Linked DNA regions of Mus musculus: regions 2, 3, 4, 5, 6 and 7 are each linked to region 1. The links are chromatin contacts, called in public ChIA-PET, Hi-C, HiChIP or PLAC-seq and promoter capture Hi-C maps. All regions are on one chromosome and are shown on one strand. Each heading gives the region's core, a stretch centred on a gene start, on an enhancer-like site or on the middle of the called end of the contact. The rest is flanking DNA. Distances are from core to core; before and after follow the strand shown. Region 1 holds the start of Mcm6 (minichromosome maintenance complex component 6). Region 2 has its middle 31 kb from the start of Gm23056. Region 3 has its middle 83 kb from the start of Gm23056. Region 4 has its middle 99 kb from the start of Gm23056. Region 5 has its middle 120 kb from the start of Gm23056. Region 6 has its middle 140 kb from the start of Gm23056. Region 7 has its middle 130 kb from the start of Cxcr4.

Region 1 (3,897 bases), core at 739-3,238:
GTGCTTGGGAGGCAGAGTTAAGCACATGTCTGAGTTGAAGGGGCTACACAAAGAAACCCTGTCTCAAAATAAAAACAAACAAAAAAGAAATATTTAGACTCTTCTGCAAGCAAAAGCAAAGCTGCTCTGTGAATGGAAGTTGATTATTTTAAAAACTAAGTCCTGTTTATGCTTAGCTCCAGCTCTTAGCTACCAAGAAAAGGCCCTTGGCATCTGGAAAATAGCAGGCCTGCTGGGATCACAGGCAAAGAAGTAGCTACTGCTTGTTGCCTGAATGGTCTAAAGTAGTGGTTCTCGACCTTAACGCTGAGACCCTTTAATACAGTTCCTCATGTGTGATGACCCCAACCATAAAACCATCTCATTGCTACTTCATAACTAATTTTGCTGTTATGGACCATACTGTGCATATGGATCTGGTATGTGCCCCAAGGGATCCTGATCTACATGTTGAGAACTGCTGGTTTACACAGACTTTAATCAAAAGGAGACTTGGGTTTTGAAGGACAAGCAGCTGTACCGACTGCCAAAAACATTACAAAGGTTGGAACATAGAATTTAAATTCCAGAGGGTTATTTTTGTTTGTTTTGTTTTTCAGCACCAGACTTTCTATGTAGCCCTGAGCTCTGTCCTGGAACTCACTTTGTAGACCAGGCTGGCCTTGAACTCATAGGATCCGTCTACCGCTGGCTTGTGCCCAACACTGGCCTGCTTACAGTTTTAAGTATAGCAGAACTTCAAAAGATAGCTGTAGAGCCAAAAGGACGACTAGATCAGCAATATGTGGTAACCAGTATACGCGTGCCATGTCATTTTATTCTGCCTTAAAAGGCAAACCCTTGATTACAATAAGCTGCATGTCTAGCAAAATTAGCCACACACACTTATCGGAGGCACCTATAGTGATCCAGTTCAATGTTAGAAGTGTGGCAGGTGTCAGGAGGCTAGGAGAGTTAGAGAGGCTCTAACTATTTAGTAGGTAGAGTTGGAAGAGTTTCAAACAGGGATCATTGTACAAGTTGAATGCACCTCAAGATGCTTGTTGTACACTCCCAAAAGGTCAAAACTCTTAAGTTTTTGTTATATACTGACATAATCTTTAAAAAGAAAAAGAAAAGAATTGTTTACTATTGGAGGCGGAAGAGTAAGGAGCACACTGGTATGTGGTTGCTGCTAGGTGCTAGAAGCGGAGGGAGGGATGGGAAGGAGGCAGCTAGATGTCTAGAACAATTCTTTCATTATATAGGGCAGAACTCATTTCACTGAACAGTCATCAAGCCATAGATTCCTGTTAGAACGAGCTGGCCCAGGTTTGCTTGCATTGCAAGCTCCTGGTTCTGGGCTGTGTGCCCAACCCTACTCAAGAGGTAACGCCCCCCCCCCCCCCCCCCACCTCCCAAAAAACCAAACTCTGGCCTCACTGGGTTGCGACGTGAGTCCTGCTGGGATTCATTCCCAGCATCGCCCCAACTAGTCATGGCGGTGCACATCTGTCATTCCAGCACAAGCTAAGCGGAGGCTGGAGGATTACAAGTTCAAAATCATCTTTGGCTACACAGCGAGTTCGAAACCCTGTTTTAGAAACGTAATGAAAAAGCAGCACAGTATGACACAAGGGAGCGCTGCGGTGAAGAAAGGAGTCGAGGAGGCTTCGGATTCCCGCCGGGCCGGGGCCCATCCCTTCCGGAGCACACATGGCCCCGGTCTCCGCCCGGCCCGCGAGCCCCCGGAGGCCACTCACTCTTCCAGGAAGTCTAGGAACAGCTTCTGGCATTTCTCGGCCACCTCGTCGCGCACCTCCGGGTGCTGGCTTCCGGCGCCGGGCTCCGCGGCCGCTGCGAGGTCCATGGCGGCGCCGAGAGTACGCGCTGCTGAGGGAAGACCACCGCGGAGGAGAGTCCGCAGCTGCAGATAGCCCGGCCGCAGGTTCCACGCGTAGCTCCTTCCGCGCTGCCACTTCGCGCGCGCCTCCGGCTAGCCCCGCCCTCTCACCTCAGCCAATAACAGGGTAGGAGCTGAGCTACTTCGCGCCAAACCCGTCCAATCAATGGCGGTTCCGTACAGAGCCCCGCCCACCGCACGCACTTTTCGCGCCAAAAGCATACGCCATGAAGCTTTTGCCCATGCGCAATGTAGTCGCACCCACCCTCTGGTTGTTTTGGCTTGAGGAGCTAACCCCTCCCTCTCTCCCTTTACCCCCAGAGTTTATGTATAGACTTTTTTGGGTTTTTTTGTTTTGTTTTTGGTCACTCAGGGTTAAACCTACTGTGAATTGTGCATCTGGAGGAAGTAAGGTATGAGCAAACCAAACTACAGGAGAGAGCCCCTTAAAAGTCAGGTGGAGGACAGGAGCAAAGGCTTAGAGAGTAACTCATTCCGCAGCGGACCCAAGCTTGTTTCTTAGCAGCTACATGAGACAGTCACCACCTTTAACTCCAGCTTAGCGACTTTGATACCCTCTTCTGACTTCTAAGAACACATGTGCATACACATACACTTAAAAAGACAGAGATAGATATATTCTGACAATCTGCATACCATTTGACTTTCTTTTCTTTTTTAAACTGAGAGGGTCTCACATAGCCCAGGCTGGCCTTGAATTCTGGGTTCACGTGGTGCTGGGACTGAACCTAAAGCCTTCTGAGTGTAGAACAAGGACTACCTTGCTAGTAAATGATCCACATTGCCAGTCCCTCCTCGACTTTGATAGCTTAGTGCTGATAACTTGTTTCACCACCAGCACTTTTATCCTGGGCTTCCAGGACACAGTAAACCTGGACCAGAATAAATAAGTCACTTTTTCGAGGCTTACTGGATGTTAAAAATTTAATGCCAGGCAGAGTATATAAAATTAATACTTTTATAATCTATTAGGAAATATACTATAGAGATCTGCAATTGAAGGTGTTGAAGACTTGAAGCCTCAAATCCCTCCCTCCTTTGCCAACTCCAAATGTAGCCTTCACTGAGTGAGAATCCTGGGGCTTTCTAGAGAAACAAAACTGATAAAGACACACACACAGGATTTACTAAGTTTAGCATACAGGCTGTTGTCTGGCTAGCTCAACAGTGGCTGTCTTCCAATAAAAACGCCAAGCAGATGGTGGTTCAGCCCACAAGGCTGGATGTCTTAGCAGGTTTTCATTAAATGTTGGGAGTCCTGAAGAAACAGGTTCTAATACATTAATTGCTGCCTCAGCAGCAGGATGATAGATGGACTTGCCAGTGAGAGTGAGGACAGGCAGGCAAACGCACAAAAGGCTTCCTTCTGTGTCATTTTAGGTATGCTGTCACCAGGTGTGGCCCAGATATTGGATGGGCCTTTTTATTTTTAGAGAGAGTATTTCTTTTCTTTTTCTTTTTTTCTTTTTTTTTTTGTTTTTTTGTTTTTTTCGAGACAGGGTTTCTCTGTGTAGCCCTGGCTGTCCTCGAACTCAGAAATCTGCCTGCCTCTGCCTCCCGAGTGCTGGGATTAAAGGCGTGCGCCAGTATTTCTATGTGTAGTAATCCTGGCTTCCTGGAACCTGATTTGTAGACCAGGCTGGCCTTGAAGTCAAGAGATCCAGCTGCCCTTGCCTTCCAAAAACCACTCCGGGGCTTTTAGGGTGTGGGTCTTCTGATTACAAAAGATGCAGATTTAAGGTAAATCTTCTCACGTCACAGAATCCAACCAAGAAAACCCTTCACAAGTGTGCCCAGATGCCCAGGTTTAGTTGATAGTGTGAGTGTGTGGTGTGTGTTTTGTTACATTTTTTTTCCTTAAAAGCTCCAGACCAGCTAGCTAGTGCTACAAAGTGAGACCCTGCCTTAAATAGATAAATAAATAAATAAATAAATAAATAAATAAATAAATAAATAAATGAAAACTGTTTTTCTGAGTCAGATAACCCAACTCC
Region 2 (3,897 bases), core at 354-2,853, 500 kb after region 1:
GATTTCAATCACTGCTGGACAATAACTGCATCGATTGTGCCAACAAGATGAAACCTCCATTAAAATTCCTAAGGGTTGAGGCTGGAGGAGCTTCCGGTTGGTGAATGTGGAGCTGTGGGAGGGGGACATGTTCAGACAAGGCTCAGCACTCTGGGCCCACTTTCTCTGCTGACTTCACCCCCTGTGTTGTTTCCATCTGGCCGTTCCTGAATTGTATTATTCACTGCATGCTGGTAAATAAAGTGATTTCTCAAGTTCTGCAAAGTACTCTAGGGAATTTCTGAACCCGAGAAGCTCTTAATGGAACCCTGAAATTTACAGGTGGGTTTTCTGGAGCTCAGGTTGGACTTGTGACTGGCATCTGAAGTGAGGTCCTATTTTAGGACTAAGCCTTCTACCTGTGGGAGTCTGGGCTAATGGGATGTAGTGTTAGAATTAAATCAAGCTGCCAAATACTTAACTGACATCAGAGACGCAGTGATTTAGTGTTGGAAAAGATCTGGTCGCTAGGATGCGAGAAAGCCCCCTTAGGTGCCTTTCTAGACAGTAGGTATCAGAAACCCATCAAAGGAGGTAGGTAACTAAAAGGCATAAGCCATTAGCTCCTCCAACCTGGTTGAATTCCAGATCTGCCTCTCCTGACACATGGATTCATCTTGTGGATATTACCTTCTTAGAGGGTACCACCTTCCTTCCAGCCCCAGACACCATAGCTCATCTGGGAAGTGCTTCACTGTCTGCTATAGAGAGTGAAAGTGAAAATTTGGGGTCAGCAAAGAAGGCTTAGTTGGTCAAAGTTTCCCTGAAGACAGCTTGGCTCTATGTGTGTTCACACCATTTGGCTTTGTAATTTCAAAATCTGGGAATTTATCTGAGGTGAGTATTTTAATGTTTGGTTCAGACATTTCTGTAAAATGTTATTGGCTGCAAAAGTAATAAAAAAATCATAGTGTCCTCAGGATTGAGCATTTATATAATCATCAAAAATTACTTAATTTTTAAATTAAATTTAATAATCTAATTAAAATTAAGCCAGTGACTATATTATTCATTTAAGATATCATGTCCTTAATAATATATATCACCCAAATTATGTCAACCAGGCTATAAAAAAAGGACTAAACCATATACAGCAACACCATAGCTGTTATCCTCAGTGGTAAGATAATTGGTTTGAACTCTTTTTTTTTGCATTTTTACCTTATATTTTCTATAAAGAGGCTGTCTCCGTTTCTAACCTCCAGGGTGAGAAGTGGAAAAGCAAGTTGCAGTTACTCTTTTAGAATTAGGAAGGAGGTAAACAAGCCGTTTTCAGTGCTGTAGTCCACACCAGTGGTTAGGCTGTCATGGGCAGAGCCGTGACGAGGCGCAGGGATGAGAGTTCGTGGGCTGCATTCATTTCGCACATTCTTGAAAATCTTACTCATAACATTTACCTCACCCAGTTATACTCAAGGTGAACTCTCCAAAGAGGAATCAGTGGGAGGTCAAATCAAAGGCCCGGGTGAGACAAGGCTTGCCTGCTCCTCCATAGACCAACTGAGGGGAGGCCAGAGGAAGTCTTCCACTAGATTTAGTCACAGGACAGATTCAGCAGGAAGGAAAGGCTCTCACACGTGCAGGGTTAGCTGTTCCCAGTTGGTCTATTGATCTTAACCGCTGCCCAGGACAAAGGAATCACAAGGATATTCCTGGGGTCATTGCACTCAGCCATGGGATCTTTGAAAGGCCAGACTCTTCAGTCTTACAGAAGTCGGCGACTCCGGGTCCCTGCATCTCTTAGCAAAGCTCAAGAGAATCTCCTGTTTGAGAACCTACCCACAGCCTGTCCTCTTCTGTCTTTATTTGGGACTGAAAATTTCAGAGCCTTCCAGTAGACCTCAGGGACTCTGGTCAGGCTTAACAATGCTCCGGGACTTCTATCTTTTGATTTTTAAAGAAAAGGAGACCCAGAGTTTAAACTGTGACTTGCTCAGGGTCCCGCAGCTGACAGCGGATGAGCCGGTGATAGCAGAACCTCAGACAGAGGTGTGACTGATAACACAGTTCTTTTTCAGAAAACTCTTCTTACAACTCACATGGAGATCTGCTGTGGATCAAGAGTGCTTTGCTCAGCGTCCTGTTGAGAACTCTGAGTGCTTTGCATAAAGTGGCTCATTAGCTTGTTCTCTCCACAGTAACCTTCTGGGGCACACAGGCTCATTGGTGTCTTAGTCTTTCTTCTGTTGCTGTGATAATACACTCTAGCCAAAAGCAGCTTTGTGAGGAAAAGGCCGATTTGGCTTATACTTACAGTCTACAATTCATCATCGAGGAAAATCAGGTCGGGAGCTTAACACAGAAACACGAGGCAGGAACATCACTGGCTTACTGTCTGGATTGACTACTCAGTGGGCTTTCTCATACAGCTCAGGACCACCAGCTGGCCATAGTGAGCAGGGCTATTTTCTATCAATTAACAATGAAGACAGGCCAATTTCATCCAACCAGTTCTTCATTGATGATTCTCGGCTGTGCCAAGCTGACAGTTAATGCTAGCTAGGACAGTCAAATATGCTAAGGGTAGGGAGTGAGACTCAGTTATTTAAGTTGTTGGTAGCCATTTACCACTTATGTGGCTTCAAGACCTGTTTCTTTACAACAGTTTAGGGAATCCATTTGTTCCATCAAGCAATCTTTCATTTCATTTTCTGTCCACAATCTGTGAGCATTTTCCAAATGCTCAAGGGAAAAATAGATTAGGTTGTGGGCTCCTCATAGCTGTCTCATGTTTGAATTCCTAAGACAACCACAGTCTTCAGACAGTTTTGCTTTCTGAGGCTATAAAATGTCTTAGATAATGTGCAAACTCAGCTGTCAGGCTTTGTGCTCTAGAGAAATTAATAGATGTGTTGTCATGAAAGATGCCCAGGTCTGGGTCTTTTGTGATGTCTTAGTGAGGGTTACCGTTGCTGTGATGAAGCACCATGAGCAAAAGCAACTTGGGAAGGGAAGGGTTTATTTGGCTTATGCTTTGACATCACTGTTTACCACTGAAGGAAGTCAGGACAGGAACCTGGAGGCAGGAGCTGAGGCAGAGGCCATAGAGTGTTACAGTTTACTGGCTTACTTCTCAAGATTTGCTCAGCCTTCTTTCTTATAGAACTCAGGACCACCATCCTAGAGAAATGTCCCCACCCACAGTGGGCTGGACCCTCCACCATTAATCACTAATTAAGAAAATTTCATACAGGCTTGAACTGCTTCCAGTCTGATCTTATGGAGTGGAGGCATTTCTTTCAATTGAGGTCATTTCCTCTAAGATGACTATAGCTTGAGTCAAGTTGACATAAACCTAGACAGCACATGGTACATGCCTATACTCCCAGATACTCAGAATCAAAAGTTCAAAGCCTATGTAGGCTACAAAGTGAGTTCAAGTCCATCCTGGACCATCTAGTGAGACATTATCTTATAGTAAAGAGCTAAAAGAAGCCAAGGGTTGTAGCTCAGTGGCTGAGTGACCATGCATCAGGCCCTGAGTTAAGTTTCCTGTATACACTACAGAAGACAAGTCTTCCTTAAGCTTATGTCCTGGGTGGTGGGTGACTTCCATAAAGATGCCCCCCCTCTTTTGCCCCTGAAAGTAGACTGGGTGGGTGCCCCTTTGATGGATTCCCAGGCATGCTGTGACCTTCTGTTTTGTGTGATGGCTCAGTAGGCATTTGATAACTCATTGTTCCCGTTGGCTTTGAAATGCTAAGGACAAAGAGCCCTGGCTCAGCTGCCCCTGGGCCTGGCACACAGCAGCTGCCCATCAAATGCTGGCATGTGAGTAATGAGGAACTCTGTCACCAACAGCTGTCTCCATCTGTCGCACCAGTTGATCAGTTGGTGGCTCTTGGCTCCTTGCTTTGG
Region 3 (3,897 bases), core at 965-3,464, 440 kb after region 1:
AAAATTGTCTCTCAGGAAGTTATTTCACACAGTTCTGATAACTTGTCAGAGAACCTGGAAGGAGAGACTAGAGTGGAGATGCTGCTGCCTGTGTCAGCGAGGGGCAGGACCACATCTTGACCAGGGATGCTTAGTTATGCATGTCTCTTGCCCTCCATTTAAGTGTAACATTCATGTCAGGACCCCAAAGGTAGATGGAAGGGAGTGGTGTCTCTGGACCTCTTGTTCCTCTTCCCAATCTGGCTTTTCAGTGTAACTTGTGTTTTAATTGGTTTATTCAGGACAGGTGGGCTAGGAGATGCCAGAGCATAGGCTCTGACCCTACTAACCATAGTAATAGTGGGGTCTACGATGAACCCCCAAAAGTGTCAGGTGCTGAAACACAATAGGCATGTGATTGTGTTAGGCAGGAAAGCATGAGGAAAGGATATGGCCACTAGGATCTCCCTCATGAACTCAGTTTTAACACAAAGCAAATACGTTCCATCTGTTCCTCTGTGAGAACAGGGTCTGTCACTCCCAAGGATGCTCAGGTATCATCTTGGAGGTGGAGAATGAGCTGTGACGAACCTACCAGTCCCTTTATCTCCGACTCCCTCCCGAGTCTCTAGAGCTATAAGACAACAATTTCAGTTCTTTGTCAACAGCCCAATGCCAGGTGTTTGGGCTTTAAATTTTGAGGTGATTAAAAAAGATGGTCTTGGGTGGGCTCTCCTCTGATGGGGCTGGTGTCCCTGTAATAGAAGAGAGTTGGGCGTACTGGGAGAGACCAGGGAAGTGCTCACAGAGAGACCAGAGAGAGAGAACAGCAAGAAGGTGCTGTCAGCTAAGAGGCTGCTTCTGAAGCAAGCAAGCCTGCTGCTGCCTCTGTCCTCACTTCCAACTTCCAGAGCTATAGGAAGTTTCTGCTTAAACCATTCGATCTCTGTCAGTGGGGTGTCTGTCTGTCTGTCTTTATCTCTCTCAATCTCCCTGTCTGCCTTATTTAGGGCTTCTACTGCTGTGATAAATGCCATGACCAAAGCAACTTAGGGATAGAGTTTATTTAACCTTACACTTCCAAGTGTTGGTCCATCACTGAGAGAAGGCAAGGTGGGAACTGAAGGCAGGAACCTGGAGGCAGGACCTGAAGTAGAAGCCTCTCTCTCCTCCCATAATGCCTCCCCCCATCACTCTGCCCCTTCCACCACCTTCTTTCTAGTTCTCTCTGTTCCCATCTCCATCCATCTGTCTTTATGTATCTCTCTACTTCCCTCTTTCCAGCTCTTCCTGTCTCCCTCTTTCTTCCCTTCTCTTCCTGTCTCTGTCTCCCTCCCTAACTTTTCCTCTTTTTACCTCTTTATCCCAATATCTTGGTCCATGTCTCTTTCTATATCTTGTTCTCTCTTTCCATCTCTCCATCTTTATCTCATCTCTTTTTCCTCTATCTCTCTGTCTCTGTCTCTCTTTCTCTCTCTGTCTGTATATCTATCTATCTATCTATCTATCTATCTATCTATCTATCTATCTATCTATCTATCTATGTCTGCCTCTTTCCCTTTGTCCCCATCCCCAAACAACTGAAATCTCTCTACTACCCACTCCTGGTAGAATTCTCCCCCCACCCCCTTTTCCTAGTGCTTTTCCTAGTCCCCTTTGGACCACAAGCTCCTTGAGAGCCACACTGCCTGGCTCATTTCTACATTGACAGCATCTAGCATGGCAGTGAGTATATCTCAGGCTTAGGGAAGTCAGATATGAATGAATGCCTTATCAGTGGGATGCTTTCTGGGAGTCCTGACTCAGAGCAGGGATGTCAGACAGGCAGGACTCAGAGGAGGGGCTATCCAGTCCCTCTCCCACTTGATTGGTCCTGGACCAATCCTGCAATTTTTCCAGTCTCCCAGCCTCTCAGTCTCCCAGTCTCCCAGTCTCTCAGCCTCCCAGTCTCTCAGCCTCCCAGTCTCTCAGCCTCTCTCTCATCCCAAGGGTTTGACTCCCACCCTCCCAGCCTCTCAGCCTCCCAGCCCAGGGCTTTAGCTTTTATCCTCCACCCCCTTCATCACCACTTAATGACATGCAGAAGATGTGAATTCCCCTAAGCCCAGTTGTGTGGTCCTCTCCTCAAAGGCTGGCTCCCCACCCCTCGCTCCAGCAAGTCCCTTTGGAGGGTCTGACAGACAGTCTTCCTTTCTCACCCCTCCAGCTGGACCCACTCAGGGAGCAGAAGGATTTTTCTGGGAACTGAACAGGGAGGAGGAGCCAGGCAAAGCCACAGAGGCACAAGCTCGGGCTGTCTGTGTTCTGCGCCTGATGTCCAAGCAGGGCTCCAAGCCACCCGGGTGAGGAACATTGGAATGGCAAAGGGGAAGAGACTGTGAACAGGGCCATGTTTACCCAGCCCAGCCCGCTGGGAGACCGGCCTGGTGGTGGCCAGCCTCTTAGCACAAGGAAGCCCTCTGGAGAAAACAGCTTTCAATGAGAAAGAAGCCAGGCAGACATGCCTGGCCATGGATGAAAGCCGCAGGCCTCAGAGGGTGGGCGGCACTGAGGACAGGCTGGATCTCACGCCTGGGTCTGTGCCATTCTTAGGAAGGACCCCAGGGAATAGAACTGGCTTGGCACATGCAGAAGGTAGACTCTCCTCTGGATCTGGCTCTCAGGGCACTGTAGGGGTTCCTACCACCCAGGAAAAGGTGTCAGACATCTGAAGCAGCCCCCTGTAGTGGCTGAGAGATCTGGAGTCTCCAGGGAAGTGGGGAGTGACTTGGGGGGTTGCCTGGGGCGCAGGGACAGTGTCTAGGACCTATGGCACAGGTCACAGCTACACTACAGTTTCTTTTAATCAGAAAGAGGAGCTAGGGAGCTGGACCAGTAAGTACTACAGTGTTTGCTATGAACACCCAAGGACTGGAATTCCATCTCTAGAATACCATGGGGACAAAAGCTGGTGGTGGCAAATGCTTGTAACCTTAGTGCTTGAGCAGTGGAAAGGCAGAGACTGGGGCATCTTTAGGGTGTGCTAGCCAGCCATTCTAGCAGAATGGCCAATCTCCAGGCTCAGTGAAAGACCCTGTCTCAAAAATAAAATAAAATAAAATAAAATAAAATAAAATAAAATAAAATAAAATATTAAAAAAAAAAACCCTGAGGAGCACAGCTGATCAGATATTGACCTTTGACTTTCAAGACTGTGCTTACCTGCACACATGCATGAGTGCGCGCGTGCATGAACACACACACACACACACACACACACACACACACAGAGAGAGAGAGAGAGAGAGAGAGAGAGAGAGAGAGAGAGAGAGCAATTTGAACTTACGAGACATAGCAAAATGTTTCATTGGTACAATTCTATTTCCACATTATCCCAAGCAGGCAAATGTGGAGAAAGTAGGTTAGTGGTAGCCAGGTGCGGAGGAGAAAGGAGGAGGAACTGGGTTGGGGGAGGGGGTGATCTACAGTGAATTCGATTTACCTGGGAGAGTCATGAAACTATTCTGGAAAGAGCAGTGAGGGTCGTCCAACTTCATGAATAGCCTCAAAAGCCCTTAAACTGTGCACTTTAAAAGGTTCAGTTTATGGCTTTCTTAATTAAGCTTTCCTTGTTGGTTGTTATTATTTTTAGGACAAAGGAGACAGAACATAAAGAGGGAAAAGGATACATTAGAGACAACAACATAACGTACAATGATTAACCCAGTGAATTCGAAATGCATTTAAACAAGCAAAAACAGGGATGAAGGCGGGCAAAATTGAAAGTGGGAAACAGGTTTCATCTGGCATACAAAAAAATGGGGGCTTCCTGGAATGTTGAACTAAGGAAAATCAATGCTGTGTGTAGACTCAGAAGGAAAAAAATTTGGTGATCTGTTTGGCCACTGGACATGGGGAGAGGAGATGCAGATGGCATGA
Region 4 (3,897 bases), core at 779-3,278, 430 kb after region 1:
CACTTACTTCCTACATAGTACATTACTATGTTGTGTTTTATCCAGTATAGTAGAGATGGAATCCAGGGTTTTGTTCATGCCAGACAAGTACCTTGTTAACTGAACTATACCCCCTAGCTCCTTGATGGTCCCTGCTCAAGAGAAAATTTACACTTGACTCTTAAAGCCATTGTAGCCAGCCCTTTAACCTTTTTACTAAATTTTCTACTGTCAACAAATAGCACAATGGTAGGAGGCTTGAAATATGTTTCCTTTTCCTGATCTTTAGTAGAGCATTGCTGGGTTCAGTGAAAGACTTGAAGGAGGGGCAGGAAAAGACAAGTTCTATGTGCCAGTGGTGTCAAAGGCTATTTATAAGTTCATTGAATGTAGCTCTTCCAGCTGTGTGTGTGGGGGGGGGGGGTAAAAGGCTTTCACCCTGTACAACCCTTGAGGAAAGCCAGGTCTTAGTTTTGTCTATACATGGACACAATAGTAAACACTTCTAAACCAAAAAGCACCTCTCAGGTTCCTTTGGCACACATTCTATGAGTTGGTGAAGGGAAGGAATCAGTAGAGTGTATGGACAAATGGCTACATGAAATGATGTCATATGATGATGTAAGACTGTGCCTGCCTCAAGGTTTTGACTATCAAAGACACTTTGCCAAAGTTACCAAGATAAGCAATGCTCTTTTGCCTTTCCCAAGATTTTCTTCTCTCTGCCATTCCCCACCAGCACCACAATACTGTTTGCTCTCTTCTCTCTAAACCATCTTCTGTGTGGTGATATCTCACATTCTCAGATTTGTTTTCTCCTACTATTAACAATATGCATCCTGTCCCCAACATCCACCCCTCTGTTTTAAGTGCAGGGATCTTTGTGCATTCAAGGCAAATAGCTACTTAATTTCTTCTTCTACATTTTCTGGAATTTATGCCTGATTCCTTTTCAGTCCTCCATTTTCCATCTCTTAATCTACCTTTCTATCCTTTTTTATCTGCCACATAAAGCACTAATCCATATATATAATATATACCCATTATATATTTACCTACCCAATATACATATCCATTCATCCATCTTACCTATATCATTCATCCATCCACCCTACAACCAACTTTTATCCATCCATCCATCCATCCATCCATCCATCCATCCATCCATCCATCCATCCATCCTTCATCCACCCACATAACCACCTATTCAACCATCTGCCAACCATCAGCCAACCATCTATCCATCTAATCCATCTAACCAATCATCTTACCCACCTATACAAACACCTACCTATTTGCAGGAATGATTTGTCTTTAACAACCTTAATATTAAACTTTCCTCGGTTGAAAGAGTTTCTGGTATGATCCCAGGCTAACACGGTAGGTGTTTAGAGAGAACATATGGTAGATTTAATTATCTTCTGTTCTCTAATCTCAGAGCTAGCTAGGATAGATCTACAATGTCAGGATAAAAAGCAGACTTGAAGATGGCTCCCTCCGCTCAGCGTGCAGTCACTTCTCCTGACAACAACCAGAGTGTGATGTAACCTGCGTCTGTGGCAACAGAGGCCCAACCAGTGCGGTTGGAAAGCCCAGGTCTGAGCAGGTGTGAGCTCTGCAAGGCTTCTGCCCTGGGTCCAGCCGCTGACCTCCTCTTGGGGAGTTTTGGTGGCAGCTTCATCTGTGGTCAGGCCCCTGGGATTGTGGGTCTGGTCTTTCCTGTCATTACTTTCACTCTGAAGAAACAGTCTCTCAGAGAACTCAGTCGGCCTGGGAAAAACTAGCTCCTGTCTCAGAGACTGATTTAATCGCTTTGGGTAGAGGCTGGTCTTGAGGCAAAACAGTCCTTCTCACGTCAAACATGTCGGACATGTCAACCCACAGTTTCTCCACGTACATCTTGGGCTTTCTCAGTTTGGGTGTCTCGGCATCACCGGCACAGTCAGCCCACGAGGTGTCTGGTTGGCTTAGGTCTAGATGTGTCAGTCACTCTGGGCTTGGTGCCACCCCGGCTCAGGGTATAATCAAAATCTGCAGCTTAGTGGGACATCCTCCTGTTCCGGGTGACTCACTGTGACAGCTGGTAGAACTTTTGTTTATAACAGCACTGCCTACTCACACTGTCACCTCAACTCCTACAAGCCACTTCACAGGTGGCCTAACTTTTGGAGCAAATAACACTTTTTTCCCCCAACTGTTGCTCTTTTGTCTTTTTTTTCTAAAGTTACCTAAACAAAATTAAGCCACGAGAGTCCATTAATAAAAGGTTTCTATAACAAAATTATTGGCACACTGCAAGGGGCTACAGAGGAGAGTAGGAAGATCAATATTAGCTAGGATAAAATAGCAGGGCAGGCATTACTCAGGGGAAATTTGCTCTTAAGTCTGAAGGGAATATAGATTTGCACCTGGGCAGTCAATGTTAGAATATGATGAACTGTGTATTAGAATCAGTGGGCTGGTAATTATTTCAGGCGACTTCAGAGACTCTAAATGTGCTTGAAATAAAAAAAAAAAAAAACTAATGAACAAAAGCCTTGGCCAGATCCTTTCAGAAACCAGGAGCCAGATCGAAACCAGAAATTTAATTTTTGGTTTTGCACAAATAGAAACCAGAAACTAAGGGACACGGATCTATCAGATGACAAAAAGACAAAGAGTGTTTGGTTCATCCCTGGATGCCTTCAAGGCTACTGAAGTGGCCGATGGCTGCCTCAGGGCGGGAGGGAGTGGAGGATAAGAACGAAGAGCAGCCTTCTAGATGGGTGGCTAATGTGAAGCTATTGCTCTTCTTTTAGGCTCCGTCTTTTCTGGTCTCTTGGAAGCTTCAGAAGAATATGAGAATGGTTATGGAGCACAACAGAGTCTGGCCTAAGCGCTTCAATGTAGTAGGTGACAGTTGGCTCTCTGTCTTTGTCACAGGAGCAATTAACCTGCAGGCTGATGCAGCAGTGTAACAATCTGGCCATTGCTGGAGCAGTACACCGGCCTTGATACCGTTTGCCGGTTGTTGAGGTAGTGATCTTTTGATGCCTCTAGATGGCTCTCTGTGAGGAAACTTGTTCAGCCGCAGCTGTAGCTCTATAGTTGTAGCTCTCAGGATCCCAGGGATATGGAAGGGAACAAGAGGGGAGAGAAAAGGAATTCCCAGGTAAAAAATAATGTATAAGACACATGGGCATACAGGTTACCTGCTTGTACATAAACACACATGTACCGACACACACAAACACGCACATACCTATAGGCACATAAACACAACACATGTACCTACATGCACACAAATGCACACAAAGTATGGGCTGCAGGAGGCATTGGGTGAAGAGGCTAGCTATACAAATGATTGTATTTTTCTCTTGTTTGCTTGGTTTTTATCCACAGACATTACTTTCTCATATTTCATCATATCTCCAAAATTGTATGAGAGAGAGAGAGAGAGAGAGAAAGAGAGAGAACACCTTGGCTGTCATTCCTCAAGCATTGACCAACTTGGATTTTGAGACAAGGTGTCTGACATTTAAAAAAAAAACAAGGTATACTTTGAATTGATTTATTTTAATCTTGTGCGTGTGGGTTGGATTGGATTTCCTCAGACTGGAGTTACAGATGGTTGTGAGCTGCCGCATGGATGCTGGGAATCAAACCCTGGTCCTCTGCAAGAGTAGCGAGTGTTCTTAACCGACTGAGCCAACTCTCCAGCCAGTTTGCTCACTTTTTAACCTGAAACTCTCTGATTTGGCTGGTATGTCTGTCTGTCCAGCAAACCTCAGGAGTCTACCTTTCTCTTCCTCCTCAGTCCTAGGACTATAAGGGTGCACCACTAAGTGTGACTTTTAATGTACGTGCTGGACATCAGACTCAAGTCTGCAAGCTTGGACAGCCAGTACCTTGAAGATTGAACCATCTCCCTATCTCCCG
Region 5 (3,897 bases), core at 503-3,002, 410 kb after region 1:
ATATTTCACTTATTTGGTGCTTTTTACATCCTTAAAGTGCCATTGCATATATTCTCTTCTGAAAACCCAGCTAGGCAGAGATTACTAGCCCGGTTTTAAAGATGAGGCCATGGATGCACAGGTCAGTTCTCTGGATGGAAGACTTGCACTTAGGGCTCGCTTTCTTTTCTGCTTCTCCTGACCTGTTTCTTCCTCTGGAGAATGGTGCTACGGGGCTGCATTTACAAGACTATAAGGGGACCCTTGGGGGACCCTGACCAACAAGGAATGATCATTCATCCCCTAGTGTTGGAAATCCCCACTGCTCCTCAGACTGACAGACACTACTGATAGTCCCCGGAACTGTGAGTCTCCCAGTAAGGTATGACAAACCTCAGGCCCATGTTTTCAGATAACTGTTAGTGGCCACAGAAGTTCCCCCAAGATGGTTGGTTAACCTTTGTCAAATCTGTTCTGACTCTGTGTGGGCAGCTGGGTTTCACCAGGAGGGCACTGAAAGTACTTGCCCAGACAGTCCAAGCCTAGAGCCAGGAGATCCCCACGTCTTCTTCCCTCCCTCCTGCATGGCTTCATAGCCTTCCTCTCTGACATATAAAATATGATATCTTTGACATATGTTCCTGAAAACTGTATACAACACTTGCTTCCAAACTTCTGTAAGGGGGGATCAAAAGAGGGTCCAGAAGCTTCTAAAATACAGATCAGAAGTTCAGTGGCAATATCAGTCGGATGAACTGGTTTTTCTGAACGATTTCTGCAATTAATACCATGGAATAAAGGAAGATTATAGCTTTAAAAACTGGATGTGAGAAGATAAATGTCTCTTTATTTTTCATTGATCAATGAGTCCCTGTATTCCAAAGAAGGTACTGACCCTTGCTGGTGTCATGAACTTCAGTATAAAAGAAGGGGAGGAGTGGGTTCAGTCAATAAAGGGCTACCCAGGCAAACACGAGGAGCTGGGCTCTCTATGCCAACACTCGTGTTTAAACAAAAAAGCTAGAGGTAATGATACGTGCCTGTAATCTCAGCACTGTGGAGCTGGAGCAAGGAGGAGCCTGTGGCCAGTCAGTCTATCCAAATCAAACCAGCAGCTCCGAGTTCAACAAAGTGCCCTGGTTTTTTTTGTTGTTGTTGTTGTTTTGTTTTGTTTTGTGTTTTGTTTTTTGTTTTTTTTAAGGTGGAGAGTTATTGAGGTAGACACCTGATTTCAACTTTTGGCCTCTGCATGCTTGTGTGTACACATATACACACCCCAAAGCAAACAAGGAAGGGAGGGAGAAAGAGAAAAGGAAGGGGGGGGGGGAAGAGTTGCTTTCCTTTGTGTGTAGAGTGGACTGCGAGCAGCTAGGCTCAGAGCCATGACTTGGAGAGCCTAGGCAGATGGCTTCATAAACACAGTCCCTGGGCGGCAGAGGTTTGGATGGTCTATCAAGATGAAGAGCACAGGCTTGAAGCTGGGATATCTGTTTAACGATGAGGCTAGACTGTAGGGAAGTCACACGTTTGACTCTGTGTTTAAGAAAGGTCACACGTGGAGAATCTTGTATCAGGTGGCTAGCCCCCGCAGAAGACCTCACAACATAGGTTTCAAGTACCCGTGAACCTCAGATAGATACATCCTGTTTTCTTTTTTTTCTAGCCTTTCAAAAGTGGTATTCAATACTCGAGAAAACCTCAAAGCTTTAAGTTGGCACTAGCCAGCCCAATTTAAGGTCAGGTTTTGCATAGAAGACTCAGACAGGAAGCAGGCTGGTGTAAAAGCAGCCAGAAGGGTAACGAAACAATACCACTCCATCCACCGACTATGCATGGAGATGTGCTATGTCATCTGATGGTAGCTTTGTTTTCCCTTAGCAGTTTCATTTGTGAAAGTGACTACTACCCTTTAGCACGGCCCCTAAGATGGCTGTGTGTAGAGCAATTTTAAACCAGCAACATGGTCGCTCTGGTAAGGAATCACATCCAAAAACATCCAAGGTCTATATGATCTGGCTGGAATGCAGGCATTCCCTGGATTATAATATGATCTGGAATATAGATACACCCTTAGTACTCACCTTTAATCCCTAACAATGAAGTAAGGTTAGTTTGTAGAAGGAAGCAGCCATGGTCAAAAGTGATGTTTAATTAGGGGATGGTCAAAGTGACAAATCAGAGAAAGGTTTGGCAGAATGAGTCAGAGATAGGATGTGCCCAATTCTCGCAAGAGCAGGCAGAAATGAGAGGCGGCTTAAGAACAGTGCAGAGAGAGCAGCAGTCACTTCAGTCTATTGAGAGCCAGTGGAGTGAAGTCAAGTTCATGGCAGTTCATTTGTTGGCCTTTCAGTCCATGGAGTTCAGAAGCAGTTTTTAACCAGGACAGTTTTACAGAGACAGGTTTCAGAGAGAACAGCGAGACACAGGTGAAGACAGAATGAGCTAGAAGACGAGAGCAGATTACCAAAGTTAGTTTGAGGCCAAGCAGAGCAGAGCAACTCAGTCAGAAGCTGAGATTGAAGCCAGATTGAATCAGTCAGTTTGGAGAGGAATTTGGTCTAGAACAGCTAGTTGAACCAGCCAGCTAGAGTTCAGAAAGAACTAGAAAGTGAGGGTTTACCGGGCATTAAGCCACAGAGATGACAATTACATCAGGCGAATGAAAGTTACATTTACAGCTGTACAATCCTTCCGAATGAAAGGAAAGTTTCACTCTGTAACCTGGAGTCCATTCTCAGTCATGACTGAGCCGTGGATGGCTTGAGCAGGTATTGCAACATCTAGTCAAAGCAGAGTACAGTCTTTTATCTCCTTGGTGCGTGTTTGTGTGGGCATGCCTGTACATGCACATTTACGCATGAATGTGGAAGTCAGAAGACAACCTCAATTGCTCCTCATGGATGAAGCACCTTGTTTGTTTGAGACACTGTCTCTCCCTGAACCTGGAGCTCCTTGAGTATGGAGGCTGCCTGGCTAGCCCCAGGGATCCTGCTGTCTCTACTTCCCAGTGCTGGGGATAGCAGGTACACTCCATACCATGCATGGCGTTTTCCGTGGGTCCCAGAGGAAACATCGCCATCTTTCCAAGGAGGGAAGGAGTCAGATCGGCAGGGTGTCATCTTCGCCGTGTGCCCGTTATGGTTTTATGACCCCAGAGTATCATTCATCTGTGACAAGTCTGTAGGCTGGCCTGTTAGATTTTAAACTGTTGAATTTTCATAATCTGTTTATGAGTGAGTCTGTTCCCCACTGGTTATGACTCAGGAATCACAAGGAGTGATCTGGAAAAGTGGATGATTTATGAGAATAAACAGCCAACTCAGTTGTCCCTCTCAGACCAGACAGTTTAAAGCAGAACTAGAGACCAGGCGCTTTGATCTTTTAAACAAGCTTTTTAAAGAGCATGCGTTAATGATCTATAATAATGGTTTCATTATGCCATTTCTGTAAAGCGTATACTTTGGTTGTGTTTGCCCTGTTGCTCTCTCCTATCTCCCCCTACCCACTGCTGCTTTCTTTATTTACTAACTTGTCCCCTCTTTATTTTCACCTCTGTTTTCTGTGAGTCAATGAGTTGGATTAAGATTGCTTATAAGATCCTGGGTGAGGGCTTTCTCACAGGAGCACCGGTGAGAGGTTACGTACAGGGGTCCAGGTGAAGAGATCCTTATGAGAACACAGGTGAGAGGTCGCCTGGAGGAGTATCAGTGAGTGGTCACTTACACTATCATGGGCAACTTGCCATGGCTACACCATGGAAGAAAAAACGGGTGAGACTTGGATTTCTAAGCAATGTTAACCAGTGTTAAAATGTCTTGGGCCAGTTGGTAGGACTTATTAACAATAGCATAGTGGGTGTTCTCAGAAGGATCACATGAAGGCTTGTATGCTGATTTCTCATAAGACAATTACAAAGGT
Region 6 (3,897 bases), core at 441-2,940, 390 kb after region 1:
TTTGTCACTCTCTGGTTACTTTCTTATATCTTAATTCCATAGATATGCTTTCTAGCTTCCTTTCTTGCTTTGAACTTGGCTGTGGAAGGGCTTCTTGTCCATAAAGGATTTTATATTTTTCTCTGTCTTTCTGTCTCTGCCTCTGCCTCTGCCTCTCCGCCCCCCCCCTCTCTCTCACACACACATACACACTGTCCCTTATCAGCATAATAATATCAATAGTCATATTTTGCCTCATGACTGCACGCACTGTCTGTCATCCTCAGAAGACCTTAAGCTGGCTGGTGTGACCTGTTCTCACTGTGTGAATATGCACACGGAGGTATTGTATGCATGGCAGCATCAGGTGCTAGTCCTCAGGTGCCTCTACCTGGCTTGTTTTGAGACAGGGTCTCTCATTGGCCTGGACTGGTTGATCTGGCTCAGCTGACTGGCCAGGGATCCACCTGAGCCCTCCTCCCCAGTGCTGAGGTTACCACTCACCACCACATAGGGAGTTTTTAAAATGTGGTTTCTGAGGATCAAACTCAGGTCTAATGTGTTCAAGGCAATTGCTGTACTGAGCTTTCTCTGAAGGTCTCACACTTGATGCTTTGGTTTCTCTTAGTGTCACTCTAGGGCCCAGAGAAAATATTATTGACTCAATTTTAAAACATACAAAACCATTCTTTCCCTCTAGCGCCAGATGAAGGGCATTGTGGTGATGTTTTTGCTTTAATTTCCCTCCCTCCCTCCGTCCCTCCGTCCCTCCGTCCCTCCCTCCGTTCCTCTCTCATTCTCTCTCTCTCTCATTCTCTCTCTCTCTCTCTCTCTCTCTCTCTCTCTCTCTCTCTCTCTCTCTCTCTCTCTCTCTCTCTCTCTCTCTCTCTCTCTCTCTCTCTCTCTCTCTCTCTCTCTTTCTCACAGCATGTGTGACTGCAGGGCCAACAAAGGCCAGAAGGGGGCGTTTAGATTCCTTGGAGCAGGAGTTACAGGTGGTTGTAAGCTGCTAGTGTGGACGCTGGGAACTAAATCTAGATCTTTTGCAAGAATACTTAACTGATTCTTGCCAGGACTTCCTCATACCCCAATCCACAGGCACACTTTCCAGCCTCCTCTCTTGCTTTTCTTTGCTGTAGGGGGCTTGGAGGGCACTCTTAACTGCTGAGTCATCTCACCACTGTGTGTCTTACTTGCTTTCAATCTGTTCCCCTTTTTATAAAAAACAAACCCTACCATTCCCTCAGTCTCCATTTCTGCAGTTTGGAAAGGTCTTGCCAGAGCTACAGAGCCAGGCTTGGAGACGTGGCCCTGGCTGATCAGTTAATTTCATCTTCTTGGCAGGATGCAGTTCAGGGATGGTGAAGTCCCAGGTTCATATAAGCCCCTTCCCCATGTTCCTGAGAGGAACAAGTTGTAAGTCTGAGCAGCTCATAGCATTTTCTCCCTAGAAGGAAACAACTGGGAAGCTGATCTGTAGGCTTAGATTTTCTTTTAATAAGTGTTCTCAAACGCTTAGACATCCCCCTCCCTGTTCTAGCCCACTATCTCAAAGGTAGGAGAGAAAAGATGGTAAACAGCACAAGGGGATGTGGACCTGTTTAGAAGTAGTTCCTTGGGGGTGATTTTAATCTCTGTTTGTCAGGATACAGCAGTCTAGTTCAGTAGTGACAGGGTAGCAAACACGAACCAGCAGTGGTGGCGTGATCTTGCAGAAACTGCCAGGCCTCTGCCAAATCAGCATGAACAGCGACCAGGACCAGCCAGGATGCCCGGAGTTCTCTGCCATGCATCTTTCAACTGCATGGAGATCAGCAAAGACGAAGAGTGGAAGAGAAGAAGGAAGTGTTGCAAACCGAGCTATGCAAGCGTGCCATCACTGTCCATGGAGTCCTATTTATACTCTGCCCAAACATCGCGTGTCCTCCCATGGGTCTTGCCTCAGCAAAACACCATGTGCGTCTGCATCACGTGACAAATGGAGACACTTCCAAGTCACAGACTCTAGCCAAATCCTTGTGAATAATCCTCCAGGTGAGACTGTGAGTGAGTCCTGAGGCTCTCCCTGATGGCACAGTGCTCAGCCAGCACATGGGAGGCGGATATCCACAAAGATTCAACCTTCTGGTGCCTATGACTTTGCCCATATCTGCACTGTTGGGCCAAGTGTTGTGATCGCAGCGCAGCTCCAGAAAGACCACCCCAGGCCAAACAGATCCACGTGAGGTTTATTGAGAGAGAGAAAGAGAGAGAAGGGCAAGGTGAAAGAGAAGGTGGGGGAGGGGGAGGGAGAGGTCGATCAGAGGGGCCTTCCTTTTATATATGGATAGTGACCTAGCCACAGGTAAAGGTGGGAGGTGAGCCGAGTGGATTATGGGAATATCGTGTCTGTTACCTTGGCAACAAGTATGCAGGTTGTGCTGTTGCCTATGTGATGTTACAGGTTTCAGAGGTCCTGATACCAACACCAAGTGTGTCCCTTCAGAGGGTTTCTGGTTCCAGACCTCCACCCAGCCTTCTCCAGGTGGCTCTGCAGACCTGCCTTCGGGAGAATGGAACTTCAAAGCCACTTCCCCACTAAAACTCAGCAGCCATGACTTTCCATAGGGCAGGAGCTTCATGTTCAGGACACGTGGTTTCCTCTCTGGGCTGATTAGCCAGCAGTGAGCCAGTGCTGGCTCCTGTGTTGCCCTCTGCATAGGCCGTCACAGGAGGTAAGGACCTTTTCATCTCCTTGGGACTTGTCTTTTTCTTTTGACTTCACCACAGGGTTTCATGTAGCCTAGGCTGGCCTTGAATCCACTCTGTAGCCAAGGATGCTCTTGAACTGATCCTCCCTTCTCCACCTTCTGGGTGCTGGGATTACAGGCACGCCCCCACCACACCTAACTATACATTGCTGGGAGTGGAACCCAGAGTTTTGTGCTCACCAGCGTTGATGCATCTCATTACACGGACTTCTAGCCTATTGCTTTCAACAGTGTGTGTCGGGTTGCATCCCTTCCTTCTGTATTTTGATGGTCCAGTCCTCAGGCTGAGTGCCCTAGGTGGCCACTAATGCAAATCAGGTTTGAATGAACCTCCTCTCATGACTTGTAAATCTGTGTGGGAGTTCCTTGGGGCTATTTACACACCCAGAGCTGGAGTAAGTTCCATACATAGTTTCGGGAGGAAAGGGCGAATTACCCACTGTAGGATTGTGCTAGTGTTCCTTTCTCTCCGGTCATGCTGAAAGAACACGTGGGACAATAGTTGATTATCAGCCAGTTTAAAACATTTTAGTTATGTAGTATGAAGTAATATAGTATTAATATTTTCTCTCACCTCCCCTCCCCCTCTCTCCCTCCTTCCTTCCTTCCTTCCTTCCTTCCTTCCTTCCTTCCTTCCTTCCTTCCTTCCTTCCTTCCTTCCTTCCCTCCTCCCTTTTCTCCTTCCCTCCTCCCTTTCCTCTTTCCCTCCTCCCTTCTCTCTTTCCCTCCTTTCTCTCTTCTCCTCCTCCCGTCTCTCTTTCCCTCCCCCTTTCTCTCTTTCCCTCCTCCTTTCTCTCTCTCCCTCCTCCTCTCTCCCTTTCCCTCCCTCCTTCTCCCTTTCCTCCCTTCCTTTTCGTTGTTGTGATGAGTATGGAACCCAGCGCCTTTTACACAGTAGGTTCGCTTTCTATGATGGACCTTTCTATGATGGTCCGTAAGGTTAGTGAGTGTTCTGATGTATATTTTTCTGATTCTCATTAGCTTGAGCATCTGCACCTGCATTTTGACTCACTTTCTTGTTTGTACTCTTTAAGATCATGGCTCCGGGATCGTTTTCGTCTTCATGTTTTCTCTGCAGCTCTCAGAACACAGCAGGTGTTGAGGAATGATTTAAGGAAAGGTCAGAGTGGCTCTTCCTCGAGCTTCCAGATTTCAAGGCCTTTTTTTC
Region 7 (3,897 bases), core at 616-3,115, 360 kb after region 1:
TGGGGAGATAACTATGCTTAACCTGGCATAGATGTTATCATACATACCTATACTAAAATAGCACATGGTGCCTCATTCATATGTGGATTTTTCTTCTGTGTACTCCAGTGGGAAAGTAAGTTTAAAACTTGCATTGGAAAAAGCAGTAGAGGCATGGCAAGATGGCCCAGCAGATAGAGGTGCTAATGTGCAGACCTGATGACCTGAGTTCAATTCCAGGTCCCATAAGGTGGCATGAGAGAACTGACTTCCCAGAATCCTCTGTTTCCACAGTAAAGCACTTGTGTATTACATATGTGTATTGCACATGCACACCAACTAATAGCACAAGCACAGAAAAATGATGATTATATAGCTGAAAACACACACAATGACACATAGACTCACAGAAACACATACACACACACAAGTTTTAAAAAAGACGTGAAACTTTACTTGCATGTGGACATTTTACTTCTTTGAAAGGGCATATGGAAGGAGGATTGGAGAAAGAGGGTAAGGGGTAGAAAGGAGAGAGACAGAGGGGGAGGAGGAGGGAAGGGAGAGAAAAGGGAGAATTTGAAGCTGTTTTAGCAAAATCTTGGTGATGGACTTACAGAAATATAGTATATTATTTTCTGTTGTTATGATTGAAGTATGTCATAATTACAAATTTTGAATGTATGAAAATGAATGGGGGTTGGGAATATATCTATATTGGTGGGTAAGGAGCTTAGTGTACAACCATGAGGATGCAAGTACACTTCAGGCATCCACAGAAAGGCAGGCATGGCAGCATGCATCTTTAATCCCAACACCAAGGAGTGGATGCAGAAGGCTTCTGCGAGCTCACTGATCAGCCAGCCTAGCCAACTGGTGAGTTTCAGGTTCAGTGACAGGCCTTGTATCAAAAATAAGGTAGAGAGTAACTGAGGAAGACATTCTGCTATTGACCACTGGTGTCTACATGCACACATGTACACATAGGCACATGCGAATCCTTCCTTACACATGTACACACATGAATATGTATACATATATGTGCAGAAATGTAGCATATTATTTTTCTCTATTGGTGTGACTGAACTACTTGATCCTTTAACATTTTAAATGTAAGAGAATGATTTAACAGATTCACTTTAAATCTTTTACTTTTTGACAAATATATTAATATCAATATATTAATGTGTCATATTAATATGTAAAATATACAATTATAGCAATATATCAAAACATATATATATATATATATATATATATATATATATATTCCAATTTCCTCCCCACTCCCCCTAGACACTTCCCACTATACCCCCTTTTTATCTTCCTGATCTCTTTAGACTCACTTTGGTCTTAGAAGACTGACGCTATCTAGAGATGCATAGTCAAGCATTTTCAAGCACGCCCATAGGAACATCTGGTCAACCTTTGGTTCCAGTATTTCTTCTGTGACTTTGTGTCCACACCTGCCTTAGTTGAGATGTGTGTGTACTGAATTCTCCACTAGTGGGACTCAGGAGAAGAGAATGCTCACTTTGAGAGAAACCAAGTCTCCAGGTGGCTTTAAGTCTTGAGTGCCATTTCTGCAACCCCAGCCTTGAGCTTCCCACCACAGTGCATGTTGGAACTGTGAGAATCAGGGCCCCTGGCCAGCCTTGTTGGAGGACCCAGGGAAAATAGAGGAAGCTGAGCTTGGAACCTGCTCTCTGGTGTTCCTCTTTGGAAAGGCTGGCATGTAAGGGGACTTGCCAGGATAAGCCTGCAGAGAGGAGGAAGCCAGACTCTCAGGGTAAAATTCTGTTGAAGTACGGTAAACAGCCCAGGACTGTTGCTTTCCCAGACCTTACTTCCCTAAACGAGGGCATGTGCTACAAAGGCCTGGTGATAGAACCCTGGGATCTGTAAGGCCAGGCTAACAGAAAGGCAAAATCTGAGCCAGTGACTCATGGGGACCTTCCAAAGTTCTCTTTCTCCTAGGACTTTTGAAAAGCCTCCTAGAAGCAGATATCACATGTCAGACTCCACTCTTGTCTCTGTGCCAAAACAACTTCCTCAGATTCTTTGTGTCCATTAACATGTAGCCAAGCTCAGGGCCTCGCTAGCAACCAGAAAAAAACAAAAACAAAAACAAACAAAAAATGGATATAAATGAGAACTAGTATCTTTTAATCTTGGGACTAATATCTCTATTTTGTAGTAAGCAGGATCACACCACTTTCAAGATTTTCTTCTATTTCTCTCTCTCTCTCTCTCTCTCTCTCTCTCTCTCTCTCTCTCTCTCTCTCCCCCCACCCCCCGTGTGTGTGTGGTGTTTGTTTGTGTGTGTGTGTCTGATGGTGCATGCACATATGGTGAAGAAGCTAAAGGTGATATCAACTGTCTTCGTCAATCATCTCCAGCTTAGATCTTGACATAGGGTCTATCACTAAACTTTCAGATTCCTTCCTCTCTTGGCTAGGCTGGCTGGTGGGACCCAGAGGTTCTCTCCCTTTCCAGTGCTGGAACTATAAATGTGGGCTGTAGTGCTTGGCTATTTTTAACTGGATTCTGAGGGATTGAACTCTGGGCCTAATGCTTTAGCAGCAAGCACTTTACCCACTGAGCCATCTTCACAACTCCCTAAGTTCCCTTCTTTTAGGAGAAAAAAAAATGGTAAAAGATTTGAAGAAGCAACAAAAACATCACAGTAGATGCCAGGATAAGGGTTACAATTCGTACAGCTCTATCTGAACATCTTTTAATCTAGGGTTTTTTGTTTTTGTTTTTTTTTTGTTTTTTTTTTAATGCAAAGACACCAGAATTGGGCCTGAGTGAATGGGGTTGCAGCTGCCACTCACTCAGTATGATCTCAGGCTAGAACATGAGGGCGGAGGTGGGACAGCAACTGCCAGAGTGTATGCTTGACTAGTTCAAAGCTCTTGCCTTACCTGGTCCTTGCCTACAGATTCACACTACAGATCAGTGATTACAGGGGTTTGCTGCGTGTAGGGTCCCCAGGAGCTTTAAAGGATAGGGGAAGAATCTCTGGTATGCCGCCAACCAACTATTGCAGAATCTCAGAGACAAGACTCCTGCGTCTGCACTTTCTTTTGGTATTTTGAGTTTGTCTGTGCATGTGTGTATGCATCTGTGTGCATCTGGAGGCCACTGGGTGTCCTGCTTTATCTGAGATAGAACCTCACATTCAACTATAACTGTACCTAACCTGTCAACCAGCAAGCCCTGGGTCTCCCCACTCCCCACGCTGGTGTTACATGCGAGATTTTAACATAGGTGCTGGAGATTCATACTTGAGTCTTCATGTCCGTGAAGTAAGAGCTATAACCCCAGCTCTTTATCTTCATTTTGTTTAATTCCCTGGGGGTTCTCACCATGGCCTTTGTTCCTAGGGTCCTAGTGAAAAAGATCAAATCCCAGAAGATTTCATGATGTTAACTTCAACCCAAGACCACTGGGGGGTGGTTTCCCAAGGACCAGCTGCTGAGCCAAATGTTTCCAGTGGATTATCTAATTAAAATTTCAAAGCAACACACTGAGATAACTTATTTCTTTCACAGAAGAGGAAACTGACCTTCAAATAAGTTAAGGAACTTGCTCAAGGTGATGAAGCAGAATGTGATTTGACTTCAGAGGGTGAACTTGGCCCTGATACGATCAAGGTGGAAAATTACAACCTCCCTCCTACACGTGAATGTGCACGTGCACACATTCTCTCTCTCTCTCTCTCTCTCTCTCTCTCTCTCTCTCTCTCTCTCTCTCTCTCTCTCTCCCCTCCCTCCCTCCCTCCCCCCTCCCCCACTCATTATACTTGAAGCTTGACATTTGGCTTGGTTGGCTGACCAGTAAGCTCCCAGGACCCACTATTCTCTGCCCCTAAATGCAGATGGTTACAGGCACACAGGACCATGCCTGGCTTTA

What was found. Promoter capture Hi-C pulls out the DNA fragments that hold promoters and counts their contacts. Hi-C and Micro-C count contacts between places; a contact is called where the count stands out from the background. ChIA-PET counts read pairs in DNA pulled down with a chosen protein or histone mark. HiChIP or PLAC-seq counts read pairs in DNA pulled down with a chosen protein or histone mark.
Region 2: a contact with region 1 is called in a promoter capture Hi-C map of liver, with 6 times the contacts expected there. The contact joins the enhancer-like site here to the promoter of Mcm6 in region 1. A contact is called at or near these places in 7 of 39 promoter capture datasets (the C10 cell line, the HPC-7 cell line, cranial neural crest and 3 more), 1 of 484 Hi-C or Micro-C datasets (bone marrow-derived macrophages), 12 of 115 datasets of contacts at active chromatin or transcription factors (the 230-238 cell line, the SCID.adh cell line, astrocytes and 8 more) and 4 of 9 other capture datasets (adipose tissue, embryonic stem cells, liver and 1 more).
Region 3: a contact with region 1 is called in a promoter capture Hi-C map of cranial neural crest. The contact joins the enhancer-like site here to the promoter of Mcm6 in region 1. A contact is called at or near these places in 11 of 39 promoter capture datasets (the C10 cell line, the HPC-7 cell line, cranial neural crest and 8 more), 1 of 15 datasets of contacts at CTCF or cohesin (the NIH/3T3 cell line), 3 of 484 Hi-C or Micro-C datasets (adipose-derived mesenchymal stem cells, bone marrow-derived macrophages and hematopoietic progenitor cells), 15 of 115 datasets of contacts at active chromatin or transcription factors (the 230-238 cell line, CD8 T cells, the HPC-7 cell line and 11 more) and 3 of 9 other capture datasets (adipose tissue, liver and macrophages).
Region 4: an RNA polymerase II ChIA-PET map of effector CD8 T cells shows a contact between it and region 1, with 27 read pairs. The contact joins the enhancer-like site here to the promoter of Mcm6 in region 1. A contact is called at or near these places in 4 of 39 promoter capture datasets (the C10 cell line, neural stem cells, neutrophils and 1 more), 1 of 15 datasets of contacts at CTCF or cohesin (CD8 T cells), 1 of 484 Hi-C or Micro-C datasets (bone marrow-derived macrophages), 10 of 115 datasets of contacts at active chromatin or transcription factors (the 230-238 cell line, CD8 T cells, bone marrow-derived macrophages and 6 more) and 1 of 9 other capture datasets (adipose tissue).
Region 5: a Hi-C map of B cells shows a contact between it and region 1, with 24 read pairs. The contact joins the enhancer-like site here to the promoter of Mcm6 in region 1. A contact is called at or near these places in 12 of 39 promoter capture datasets (the C10 cell line, the HPC-7 cell line, frontonasal cranial neural crest and 7 more), 1 of 15 datasets of contacts at CTCF or cohesin (CD8 T cells), 2 of 484 Hi-C or Micro-C datasets (B cells and bone marrow-derived macrophages), 9 of 115 datasets of contacts at active chromatin or transcription factors (CD8 T cells, the SCID.adh cell line, Th17 cells and 6 more) and 2 of 9 other capture datasets (macrophages and pancreatic islet).
Region 6: a Hi-C map of the Ba/F3 cell line shows a contact between it and region 1, with 4 times the contacts expected there. The contact joins the enhancer-like site here to the promoter of Mcm6 in region 1. A contact is called at or near these places in 2 of 39 promoter capture datasets (the C10 cell line and trophoblast stem cells), 1 of 15 datasets of contacts at CTCF or cohesin (large pre-B cells), 8 of 484 Hi-C or Micro-C datasets (the BV-2 cell line, the Ba/F3 cell line, the G1E-ER4 cell line and 3 more), 7 of 115 datasets of contacts at active chromatin or transcription factors (the SCID.adh cell line, acute myeloid leukemia, astrocytes and 3 more) and 1 of 9 other capture datasets (macrophages).
Region 7: an H3K27ac HiChIP or PLAC-seq map of microglia shows a contact between it and region 1, with 8 times the contacts expected there. The contact joins the enhancer-like site here to the promoter of Mcm6 in region 1. A contact is called at or near these places in 5 of 39 promoter capture datasets (the C10 cell line, HPC-7-derived erythroid cells, liver and 2 more), 1 of 15 datasets of contacts at CTCF or cohesin (large pre-B cells), 3 of 484 Hi-C or Micro-C datasets (the HPC-7 cell line, bone marrow-derived macrophages and myeloid progenitors), 9 of 115 datasets of contacts at active chromatin or transcription factors (the SCID.adh cell line, acute myeloid leukemia, bone marrow-derived macrophages and 5 more) and 2 of 9 other capture datasets (adipose tissue and macrophages).

The regions. Positions count from the first base shown.
Region 1 is chr1:128,357,717-128,361,613 of GRCm38.p6, forward strand. It overlaps Mcm6 (minichromosome maintenance complex component 6), which reads right to left and starts at 1,989. Exons shown (of 17, transcript NM_008567.2): 1 at 1,743-1,989. The coding sequence starts at 1,849.
Region 2 is chr1:128,853,363-128,857,259 of GRCm38.p6, forward strand. No RefSeq gene overlaps it. Among named protein-coding and RNA genes, the nearest start is that of Gm23056, 31 kb to the right of the region's middle. Within about 2 kb of position 1,604, at least 9 of the 459 cell types and tissues checked have an H3K27ac peak or open chromatin away from gene starts, as enhancers often do.
Region 3 is chr1:128,801,412-128,805,308 of GRCm38.p6, forward strand. No RefSeq gene overlaps it. Among named protein-coding and RNA genes, the nearest start is that of Gm23056, 83 kb to the right of the region's middle. Within about 2 kb of position 2,215, at least 37 of the 459 cell types and tissues checked have an H3K27ac peak or open chromatin away from gene starts, as enhancers often do.
Region 4 is chr1:128,785,458-128,789,354 of GRCm38.p6, forward strand. No RefSeq gene overlaps it. Among named protein-coding and RNA genes, the nearest start is that of Gm23056, 99 kb to the right of the region's middle. Within about 2 kb of position 2,029, at least 101 of the 459 cell types and tissues checked have an H3K27ac peak or open chromatin away from gene starts, as enhancers often do. A contact at or near this core is called in CD8 T cells, effector CD8 T cells, regulatory T cell precursor and 1 more, where this site is marked.
Region 5 is chr1:128,765,404-128,769,300 of GRCm38.p6, forward strand. No RefSeq gene overlaps it. Among named protein-coding and RNA genes, the nearest start is that of Gm23056, 120 kb to the right of the region's middle. Within about 2 kb of position 1,753, at least 69 of the 459 cell types and tissues checked have an H3K27ac peak or open chromatin away from gene starts, as enhancers often do. A contact at or near this core is called in B cells, CD8 T cells, the SCID.adh cell line and 4 more, where this site is marked.
Region 6 is chr1:128,745,696-128,749,592 of GRCm38.p6, forward strand. No RefSeq gene overlaps it. Among named protein-coding and RNA genes, the nearest start is that of Gm23056, 140 kb to the right of the region's middle. Within about 2 kb of position 1,691, at least 37 of the 459 cell types and tissues checked have an H3K27ac peak or open chromatin away from gene starts, as enhancers often do. A contact at or near this core is called in the BV-2 cell line, the Ba/F3 cell line, the G1E-ER4 cell line and 4 more, where this site is marked.
Region 7 is chr1:128,720,401-128,724,297 of GRCm38.p6, forward strand. No RefSeq gene overlaps it. Among named protein-coding and RNA genes, the nearest start is that of Cxcr4, 130 kb to the left of the region's middle. Within about 2 kb of position 1,866, at least 47 of the 459 cell types and tissues checked have an H3K27ac peak or open chromatin away from gene starts, as enhancers often do. A contact at or near this core is called in the SCID.adh cell line, acute myeloid leukemia, adipose tissue and 2 more, where this site is marked.